Linked DNA regions of Danio rerio: region 2 is linked to region 1. A link is a contact called in public Hi-C data. All regions are on one chromosome and are shown on one strand. The core of a region is the stretch at or near the end of the contact, and the rest is flanking DNA. Distances in the headings are between cores, read along the strand shown. Region 1 holds the start of tmco6 (transmembrane and coiled-coil domains 6). Region 2 holds the start of stx5a (syntaxin 5A).

What was found. Hi-C and Micro-C count contacts between places; a contact is called where the count stands out from the background.
Region 2: a Hi-C map of hematopoietic stem cells shows a contact between it and region 1, with 3 times the contacts expected there. The contact joins the promoter of stx5a here to the promoter of tmco6 in region 1. A contact is called at or near these places in 5 of 18 Hi-C or Micro-C datasets (caudal fin, embryo, hematopoietic stem cells and 1 more) and 1 of 4 datasets of contacts at active chromatin or transcription factors (caudal fin).

What each region holds. Positions count from the first base shown.
Region 1 is chr14:9,001,672-9,007,497 of GRCz12tu, reverse strand. tmco6 (transmembrane and coiled-coil domains 6) reads right to left here and starts at 1,716. Exons shown (of 13, transcript NM_001089537.1): 1 at 1,485-1,716; 2 at 1,177-1,304; 3 at 994-1,103. The coding sequence starts at 1,575. It overlaps eif1ad (eukaryotic translation initiation factor 1A domain containing), which reads left to right and starts at 2,041. Exons shown (of 5, transcript NM_200468.1): 1 at 2,041-2,083; 2 at 5,235-5,352; 3 at 5,433-5,541. The coding sequence starts at 5,266.
Region 2 is chr14:9,139,869-9,145,893 of GRCz12tu, reverse strand. stx5a (syntaxin 5A) reads right to left here and starts at 2,539. Exons shown (of 11, transcript NM_001002333.1): 1 at 2,449-2,539.

The DNA.
Region 1 (5,826 bases), core at 467-2,966:
GCTGACAAATAAGCATTTCATTATACATTTAAAACAGAATTAAAAATAATTTAATCTTGCTTTAAATACATTTACATTTAGTCATTTAGCAGACGCTTTTATCCAAAGAGACTTACAAATGAGGACAAGGAAGCAATTTACACAACTATAAGAGCAACAATGAATAAGTGCTATAGGCAAGTTTCAGGTATGTAAAGTCTAAGAAGGAGAGCATTAGTAATTTTTTTTTTTTTTTGAGTGCAGTTAGTGGTATAGCCAGAGAGGCAATTGCAGATTAGGAAGTGAAGTGGAGAATACATGTTAAAGACACATGAATTGCTGTAGATAGATGTATAAAGCATAATATATGTGTTTTAATGTTTGAAATCACTTTTGAAAAAGTTAAACAACATATTTATTATGAGTATTACAATTACAATTAGAATATACAAAGTCATCATATACTAAATGTTATTGTATTTTAAATGATCAAAAGCATCTTGCTGACAAATCAGTCTTCATATATCATATAACCTTTTCTTATTCTCATCGAGGCTGAATTAACTGATCAAAAATATATTTATCTCCAAATTCAGTGATACAGAAAAGTAGTAAAATTGTTTTACTTGAAGAACTGGTTTGTATATAAATGTATATATTTTCACATTTTATTATGATGATTATTATGAATGATTATTATTATTTTTTGAAAATAGTTTGCTTAAACTTTTTGTGGCATAACATATTGCAACAGAAAAAAGTTATTTTAAATTAGCTTTTCTTTCAAAATTTTCACAAATACATTTTTTTCTGTAAATTTGATCAAATACATAAAGTCTTGGAAAGCAAGAGAGATCTTTAAAAATAAAAGCGTGCATATACATAAAACTAAAACTATATTTATTTTCAATTTTATATGCAAATTGTTTTCTTAATGCAGCTATTTTTTCAGTTTATCCACTGGTATTTGCTTTTAAAGACCAGTTGAATAAACTGGTTGATTTGTAGTCATACTTAATGAAAGCAAGTTGGTTCTCTGGGTTTCTCAGTGCTTTTCTTAGAGATGCCAGACGAGCTGCTTTCTCCTCACCGCCCATCTGGACTCCACGTATCATCTCTTTCACCTAATGCCACAAATACAACACATGAGCTATATTCTTTATGATAAAAATAAACAATTTGTTTCTCTTTAGATACCTGTTCAGAAGACAGAAAAGTAAAGCATGTTTCCATAGACTCTTCCTCCTCTTTCTCTTCTTCCTCAACATCATTTTGCAGGAGTCTCTTACTGACCAGCTGTCTGTCTTTCCGAGCCTGTCTAAGAGCTGTGAATACATGAATATGTAAATATTATGTTTTATTATTGGCTACGTTTAAACACATCTAAAAGATAAACAGGTGACATCAAGACAAGGTTAAAATATCATATATAAAGCATATTAAGAGATGACAGGGTTATAATATGATATAATTTTGATATAGAATAGTAAAACAAACATCAATACCTTTCTCAAATTCTCTTCTCTTGCGTTTGAACTCCTCTAAATCACTTGCAGATGCACTTGCTTTGTGATGGATAGTTTTCAGCCTCCACATATTTATTATTCTTACTATCCAAACGGAAAACGCGCTCTTTATTGTAACTTATAACTTTAAAAACTTTAAGCCTGTCTTCTTTTTTTATTTTATCTCATTACATTCTATAAAAAACGTCTATCATACTGGTTTGCTGTTGATTTGCAGTTGTTATACATGAAGAGCGAAATATTTTTTCAAAATAAGAGATTGCCATGTAAACGTTAATGTATTATTATTATTATTATTATTATTATTATTATTATTATTATTATTATTATCATTATTTTTATTATCACTATTATAAATAATTATGAATAGATCGTGACTTTGTACCCCGCTACTAACCAGTCTCTCGTACTCCAAACTGTTGGCGTGGCTTTTATTATGTTGTTTCAGATTCGGTTGCTTCTGTCTCTTTTAGCTTCACGCTGTAGTGAAGAACACTCGAGTAGGCGCTCGCAATAAATCTCGATGCCATTAGTAAATAAACACAGAGTACATCCAGAGTTAACTATACATTTTCTAGGTAAGTGACTATTGAAAATCGTATATTTTACAGTAAAAATAAATCGATAGAAATCGAAGGCTTTTATTTTATTTATCCACAGACCCACACAACACGAAGGCCACATGTTCCTACAGCATGCGTTAATGTTATGAACAATGTTATTACATAATAGTGTCAAGACAAGTTACTTGATTTTCGAATATATAATCCTGTCGCATTCGTTGTTATAATGTATATATTTGGTCTTAAATGTTTACTTGATATTAGCGTTTCAACTTAGTGACTGACAAGAAGTGGTTTGTTTGTTGTTGATACACATTTCACTGCCCTGAGGTGATAATTTGCTGTCATATAGTAAAAATGTGTGTATTCCTGGCAGTCTACATTCTATTTTTCACACTAAATCTAAGGTAAATATGGGTTGTCACAGACAATAATTATCATTGTAAACGTAGTAAATTGTGATAAACAGGGTTTCTGCGGGGTCTTAAAAATCTTAAAATATCTTAAATCTCGAAATCAAACTTTTAACTTTAGGCCATAAAAAGTTTACATTTACTAAAATACTGTTTTGTAGGTCTTAAATAGTTTTTAAACAGGTCTTAATTTTCCTTTATTCACGTGTTGCTACTCAATCTGGCCAAAATCCATACACTCACCAACAATTCATCTCAATAAAACCATTTTTTTTAATTAAAAAGGTCATTTTACCTCTATTTATGATAATGGTTTAATTATTTTCCTTACAGTGACATTTGGTTAAAAGTTGGAGAGAAAAAAAGTGTATGAATACATCAAATAGAGCTTGCTTGTTTTTACACAATATTTATAATATTTAGCTAAGAAATCAAAACTATTTAATTTTTTTATTATTAATTTATTATTAAATGTATTGAATTATAATAATTCTTTTAATAGGTCAAATAAAAGTCTTTTCCATCTGTGCCATTTGAAAAATTCCTTAGCCCTTAGCACTTTATGAATCTAAAATCTCATTCATAATGGTCTTAAAAAGTCTTAAATTTAACTCTGTGAAACCTACAGAAACCCTGGATAAACCAGTTTTTGTTGTTACATTTTAAACCAAATCTCAAAAACTGTCCTATGGTGTGACCGTTACAAGCATAGTTCAATGAATTAACTTATAAACTCTTAGAAATGAATAAAAGAATTGTAAAATCATAAATACCTCAATTTTACAAGTGGCCATTTTATTCATTAATTTTCCTTTGGCTTAGTCCCTTTATTCATTATGGGTCGCCACAGCGGAATGAACTGCCAACTTATCCAGCATGTTTTACACAGAGGATACCCTTTCAGCTGCAACCCAGTATTGGGAAACAGCCATACTCTCTCTCTCTCTCTCTCTCTCTCTCTCACACACACACACACACACACACACACACACACACTCATACATTGCGGCCAATTTAGTTTATTCAATTCAATCTATACCGCATGTCTTTGGACTGTGGGGGAAACCGGAGCACCCGGAGGAAACCCATGCCAACATGGGGAGAACATACAAACTCCACACAGAAATGCCAATTGGTCTAGCCGGGACTCGAAGCAGCGACCTACTTCCTCGAGGGTGCTAGTGCTAACCACTGAGCCACCATGTTGCCTGTGGCCATTTTAGTAAATGGAAATATATATTATTTTAATCCATATATGTTTAAAAACAAAGAACTTGATGCATTTTGTCACTGCACATATAGTTTTGTGACACCATATGCTCATTTTAAATCAGGCAATTCCATAGAAACATTTGAATTAGTTGAAAGACCCCATAATGATGGGTTGTTGCTATAAGGGATACAGCTGTGGCTGGAAATTAATAAGAATTGTTTGTAATATTTATTAAATTACCCAATATATTGTATTTAGAGTATTTAAAGTCAATGTACTGTAAAGTATTAATTATTGTTGTACAGTGTCACCTATATGATGGCATATTGATTTGCATATCTGAAGCTGTATCCCGTCTAGACTTAACTTCATTCTACTGAAGCACATGACGAGCATCTGTTAAGTTTGTGTCTCAGGATGTTTTACATATTGAACGTTTTTGGAATGATTGTCACATTTTGGTTAGGCAGTGGCGCAGTAGGTAGTGCTGTCGCCTCACAGCAAGAAGGTCGCTGGTTCGAACCTCGGCTCAGTTGGCGTTTCTGTGTGGAGTTTGCATGTTCTCCCTGCCTTCGCGTGGGTTTCCTCCGGGTGCTCCGGTTTCCCCCACAGTCCAAAGACATGCGGAACAGGTAAATTGGGTAGACTAAATTGTCCGTAGTGTATGAGTGCGTGTGTGGATGTTTCCCAGAGATGGGTTACGGCTGGAAGGGCATCCGCTGCGTAAAAAACTTGCTGGATAAGTTGACGGTTCATTTCGCTGTGGCGACCCCGGATTAATAAAGGGATTAAGCCGACAAGAAAATGAATGAATGAATGAATGAATGAATTGTCACATTTTGTTGTACTTTGTGTGACACACATATTTATCAAAAATGTCCAAAAAGTCATGGAGAAAAAGAAATCATATAAAATAAATAGCACTTAAGATAAGTGTCAAACAATGAAGATAAATCACTCTCATGCAATTTGTAAATTATTAAGAGTTGTTTTTCCTAATTTTTGCTGTCTCACCATTGGAAATTTGAACAGTACAGTTCAGTGAAAAGTAAAAGATTGAAATAATTAAGTTATTTTGTAATATTTGATCTTATGTCATTGGAATACTTTACTCACTGGTCAAGGGGAAAAACTTTTTATCAGTTCTGGACTCCGTTCCTTGAATATGATTTTTGCAAAACCTTAGATCACCATAAACTTTGGTTAATTTATGTACTTTTCTATTTTTATTATTACTCTGTATTTTCATGTCTTCTTTTTGATTTTGATTTTCATTATGTGCTGTGATGTTAAGAAATTTGTTGGTTGTAAGCTGTGGTCATTGTTCTGTTCTTTTTTTGTTTTGTTAAAATAAAGGCAAAAAAAATAAAAAATTAACAAGTCATATTGTTTTTACTGTTAGTTATTAAATTAATTTTAAAACCCCCCCAAAAAATTAAGTTATTTTCTCATATATCCTCAAACGTCAGACTTCAAACTACAAGTTTTGTCTTCAAAATTTGTTTTCCAGAAAGCACTTTCAACTCGTGTTTTTTTTCAGGTGACAGATTTTTCAGAGGTATATATCCACCATGTCAAAGGCAACCAAACGCAAGCACGTAGTCAAAGAAGTACTGGAGGATTATGTCACACCCACTGAAGACCAGCAGATCATGAGGGTACTTGAGTAGTTTTTGGGTGCTGCAGAACTCTTATTATACTATGTATGTAATAATTGTACACCTCTTTCACATCACAGGTCTTGGGAAGTAATGGCAATAACCTCCATGAAGCTGTGACTGGCAGTGGCGAGCGTTTTCTCCTCAGTATGCCTACTAAGTTCCGCAAGAACATCTGGATCAAACGAGGTGAGTTTGTTTTACTTTGCACCAATAGGCTGAATAGCTGAGCTGAATAAAAGATCAGTTTCTTTGGATTTACAGGTTTTAGTTGAGTATTTTTAGTTTATTTATTCAGTTTACTTATCAGTTTATTTATTATATATTAAAAAATTGCCCTGGTTTCCCCCCACAGTCCAAAGACATGCGCTATTAGTGAACTGAATAAGCTAAATTGGCTGTAGTGTATGAGTGTGTGTGTGTGTGTGTGAAAGAGTGTGTATGGATGTTTCCAAGTGTTGGGTGGCCGCTGGA
Region 2 (6,025 bases), core at 1,290-3,789, 140 kb before region 1:
AATGTATATTTGTTATTTTTTTAATCGTCCCAGAATGTTTTAAAAGTCATTCCTTGGTGCTGAGGAAATTAACCATCTGTGCGGGATGTTAAGTTTATGCTGCTATAGACAGGTAAAAGTGATAATAAATATAACACGTATGATTATTAAATTTTAAGCTTAGCTCAGGCTATTTCTGTATCTGAATCTTTGTGTCAGTGTGATCTCTGTGTGAGTGACGAGTGTTTGTGTGCTTCAGTAGCGCGCAAGCTATTTGAGAGGCAATTGTTTATATTGTGGCTTTTCTCAAGTAAACAAGTGGATCTATTGCTGCTGTATTAGCAGCACAGCACATATATAATTATCAAATTTGTAGTAAATGTAATTTGTAATAAAATATAGTAAATGTAAACGCATTGAAATTTATTTTTACTTTCACTACCCTTTCGGGCAGGTGGAGAAGGATTTTGACATCCAGTAGCCCAACTAGAAAAAGCCTAAGGATTTTGCAAGCCCTGAATATATATCGCAGAAAAACTAAACATCGCAATGTCAGATTTTTCTAGGGATTCATCGATATCGATACTTGCATCGGATATCGGTTCAATACCACATATTTTTGCTGGATCGGGTATCGGCCAGCTGGTACCGATCCAAATCCGATCTTACATGTGCGCTATATTCTGTGTAATTTATAAGCCATCAAAAGCCAAGAAGGTAGCCTATTAAAAGGCACTAGAAAGTTGTCATGTAGGCCTACTATATCATAAATGTTTTGAAGCCATTATACAGTTTAATGTAAGGCACAGATGAATATTTAAGTGGGCAAATTCATGTTCAGTTCAGCGCTTCCCGCCAATGTGCCCGTCAATCATTCACAATTTAAATTGTGTGTCTTGCTCATGACAACACGAAAAACTCTCCAAGACTATTTGTTCCTGTTAATGTAAGTAGTCGGTGGAGAAATGCATTTAGTTTTGCATTAATTGGGTTCATTTTGACCTGTAACATGGAGATCATTGCTGTTTTTTAATCATGTTACGCTGTGTCAGTTAGACCAGCAGATCGCATATACAACACTGGAGTAGAGAGGGTTATTACCTGCTCTTCACACAAAGTAGACCTATCTGAAACTTTAAATGAGAAAAGGCATAATAATACATTAATACATGCGGTCCTTGTTTTGAACTTCACCTTAAATATTCTTGTTTATTTTGAAGATAACTGACCAACAAGAATACATTAAATTAACCAACACATTATACCAAAAGAAATTAGTTAAAAAAAAAATATTTGTTGGACAAAAAACAATTTCAGACATGCTTTCAGTTTCTCCATCTTGAGTTTAGGCGAGAGAGAATGTAAAATGTAAGTAAAACTGGCCTCAGATAGTTTAGTTTAGTCTGCTACAGTAGGCCTATAGGTGTGTTATTTCTACTTAAGAAGATATATTATTTGAGTTTATCACCAGAGCTTTACAAACTGTATTATGTAAATGAAAAAAAAGAATAAAAAACACGACATAGTATCAAGATCGAATCTGTATCAGTCGATTCTCAAAATTATGGTATCGAGATCGGATCGGTTCCAAAAAATGGTATCGGTGCATCCATAGATTTTTCCAATATCATACAGCTCTAAACTTTACCCCAATAAGCCTTAAAGGGAAAGTTCACACAAAAATGAAACTTATTATCATTTACTCTTCCTTCACTTCTTTCAAGCCAATGAGTTTTTTTTTAATACAAATGAGAAAACTGGAAACCTGTAACCAATGACTTCCATAGTATTTGTTTTTTCCACTATGGAAGTCAATGGTTACAGGTTTTCAGATTACTTAAAAATATCTTCTTTTGTGCTCAAAATAAACTCATTAAGGTTTAACACCATCTCAGAGTGACTAAATAGTTAATACACTTTCATTTTTTGAGCGAACTATCACTTTAGCATGGTTTTAACAGGTCATTTAAGTAGGCAAACACTTCTATATGGACGTCACTCCCACATCCAAAACTACTTGACAGAGAAGATCTGCTGCCATACTGTTCTCTTTATTATATGGCAACACTACATGTTGCCATTTCTATATGAAATTTTTAAGTAAACTCAATAGATGACGTCGACAATAACCAGAGCATCAGTCAGTAAACTCAACTCACATGTTATCGGATTATAGGCCACCTAGAATATTCTGGCTTCACAGAAAGACCTGGAATAACACCGATCAAAAATTCGTTGTAGTCGATCGATGACATACCTTTATATTATAAAGACTAGATGTGTCTCTAAAGGGTTGTTTATGTCTGCATAGTAACTGATATCGTCTTCAGCCAAGCAGTACGCAGTTCACTGAGCGCTAATTGGCCCACAACTCGACAATATCTGTCTTATATTAAACTGTAATAACGCAAAATGAACATTGACCACAAGGTAATACATTCCTGACATTAGTTATAAGCGTTTACTCACGGTTATTGTGTCATTTCGTCGTTTTTTCCAGTATTCCCGGCTAGTCGATCTTACGGAGGTCGGGGTTTCACTTCCAGTCCTGACCGCTTCCGGTGTGCGCGACGTCACTGCCACGTCCACGAACGCGCACGCTCACTGCCGCCTTTCGATAGTGTGACTTGTGACGCAGAATTATGATTTATGTTAAAAGACTTTATGTTAATACATATTTAAGGTAATAGAAGCTAATCTATTTCAGGGGATAATAGCTGAATATTTCATCACCGCCATACAGTGTCATTTGGTGCTTTAGATGATCTGGTGCTTTTATTATTGTCAGTTTTGAAAAAAAAAGTAGCAGGAATCTTTAAATTTTAACCTTTATGTTTAATTTTTATATATCAGTACAATGTATTTTTACATTTTACTAAAACTTAAGACGTCCAACAGACAAAAAACATCCATTGGTCATCATCTGTTCATCATTGATAATCTTTGTTTTACTTTAATAAATAATAGAAACTAAAATAATAATTATTTCACAGAAATTGATACAACAGCTAAGATGCGAATTTTTATATGGATATTCATATTGATTTGATTACATTTAGTGACGGTAAAATTTCAACGCACTACACCACCAGCAGATGTCGCCAAAGGAATTACAAAATAAGCTGCACGTGTCGAAAAGGAAATCACGGAATGACTCATTTGGGGGTGAGTAAGATTTTAGTGATCAAAAATCATATAAGCTGACTAAAACTGAAATCAGTTGCGCATATAACAAACCAAATGGGTTGAAACTGCTTTGAAAACAACCTTTTCAAATAGCAAAACAGAGTTTTACATTTGTGACCTTGGACCACGAAGCATACAGCATATACGTCAGTTTGTTAGCTTTATAAATAAACAGGCTTTTGCTTTTGATTGATATGTACTTTCTTAGGATTGGACATTATTTAGCAGTGATGCAACTATTCAAAAATCTGCGTTAAAAAAATCTAAATATTGTTCAAAATTTGCCTTTAAGGATGTCTATTGTAAATGAAGCTCTGCACATTACTACACTATCGGTGAATTACCATTTTGTAAACATTCAGGATGCGCGCGCATTGAGGTTGCAGAAAAAAAACTCTAGAAGTGCTAGCATTTACAGCAAGGGAATGACATCCGATGCGGTACAGAGTTTACTGTTGTATTATAGATAAGTTATATTGGTTACATGTTATATATTAATTACATAATGCTTTCTGCGTATTATAACAGCTTGCCACCACAGTTATTTGGCAAAATTAACGTTAAAATGAGCGGCGTTCATCTGACAGGTCCGTTTGCGATAGCACCCCACAATGGATATTGGATAAGATGAAATGGCCAAGCATCCAGCCCCAAATATACAACTATTTCATTAAAACTCCAAGTGATTGTACAAGAGAGAAGTTAAAGGCCTACAAGTCTTTGAAGGCCAACAGATCTGTTATGTGTGGTCATGTGCAAGATATAATGTTCCATGATCACCAGATTAAAAATTTTTTAGTGCTAAAAACTGAGGTTCTCCCTAGCCAAAGACAAGGAAAGAAGACGGAACTGTACAAGGCCTGGGTAATCATCAACAAGCAAAACTACTGCATTCTGACAGCAAACTGCACCTGTACGACAGGGTATGTGAACTTACATTTTTACGTTTCATTCTAAGCATTTAGTGTCTGCAGTTTAATTAATCATATTAACTGTTTTTGCTAAAATCATTGCTGCAATCAAAAACGAGTAATGTGTGTGGTACAGCATAGCGTGAACTTACCTCATATGAAACTGCAGAGTCCAGCATTTTTAATTAGGTCCTCACTCCATTTAGCTCTTATGATGGCTGTTAGCCAAAGACGTCTGCGGTTGGCATTAAAAGCAGTGTGGTGTACGGTGAAATTTAAGTTTTCTATTTTTAGACTTTCAAATTTGGCATCATTCCGCACAACACAACATTTTTACTATTTCAACCGGTCTATTTTTGCAACTGCTATGTGTGGTTGAACCAGTTTGACGTCATGTGTGACGTAGGTTGGTAATTCGAGAGGGGTCTGGATGCAGACCTGGTGCTGTGCAATCTGGGCTGCATCCAATGCTTTTTAATGGGCTCACCTAACCCCGCCCTTAACCCTACACTGTTAGACCTTACCGGGCGTTTTTAACAGTAGAATACTGGCAACACTGTTGCCAGTTACTCACTGTAAAATTTTGGTTACAGTAAGTAACTGGCAACAGTGTTGCCATTTAATTACTGTAACTGAACCATTACAGTGAGTGGCTGGCAACAGTGTTGCCAGTTATTTACTGTAACCGAACCATTACAGTGAGTAGCAGGCAACAGTGTTGCCAGTTAATTACTTTAATAGAGCAGTAGTGGTAACTAACAGGAAACTGTGTACAGTTAATTACTGTACTGTTACAACTCACAGCATTATACTGCATACACATTAATAGTATGTCATAGTCTTACTAAAATTAATTAGTATTCTTATCTGTTATTAAAAATAGAAGGCATAAAAATTTAGACAAATGTATTTTATTGTTTTGGCTGCAAACAAATATACAACATAAAATGTATAACAAAATTAAGAAATCAGCAGATATAAATATCTTCTTACATATTACAGGTCTGCACAGTAAGGCTGCGGTCACACTAACGTTTGAGCATGCAAAATTCTGTCATACGGCACTGCGAAAAGAAGTGGGATTAAACAAAATAATTAGAGATTGAAAAAGCAAGCGACTGGTCCATAGTTTACATTTTTGTTCAGACAGGTCATGTTTTGATCTTTGATTGGTCTCAAGCAATCACATGATGTGATTTCGCAGGTCAGAGATCTCCAAGTTTGAACTTTCCAATGCTACGAACAGTGAAATTTTTCACATGAGCTAGCATTCCAGGTCTGCAGCATTCACATGCGTATGAATGGAAGTCTAAGGGGAGAAAAGAGCAGTGTGACTGGAACTTTAAGCTGTACCTCTAATTGAACACACCTGCTCAAACTAATTAAGGCTTGTTAGAAATCTACAGGTAATGTTGAAGCAGGGTGTGAACTAACACACACGCGCACACACACACACACACACACACACACAGAAAGTGCTGCAGTAAAATGTGTTTCTGTCTCCTCAATGCTGACCATGCAAAAAAAACTAAACAGCAAAATACACAAAATATTTATTTTATTTTTTAAAGTTTCAAATAATTAAAAAATAAGCATATGAAAAGAACACACACTTACTCTTTATATATATATATATATATATATATATATATATATATATATATATATATATATATATATATATATGTGTATATATATGTATATATATGTATGTATATATATATAAACATGTTTGTCAAACACAGGCAGATATTGTGTCAATTCTCAATAAAAAGTTTAAAATAATTATAAAAAACTAAAACAAAGTCGGCAACACCAAAAATCCAAAGGATCCAATCTTTTATTGTTATAATTATTATCTACTTTAAAATCTCATGACCACAAACTTTTCTATTGTTTCTAATATAAATTCATAGGTGGAAACACAGCTCTGAAAAATACTTAGCAAC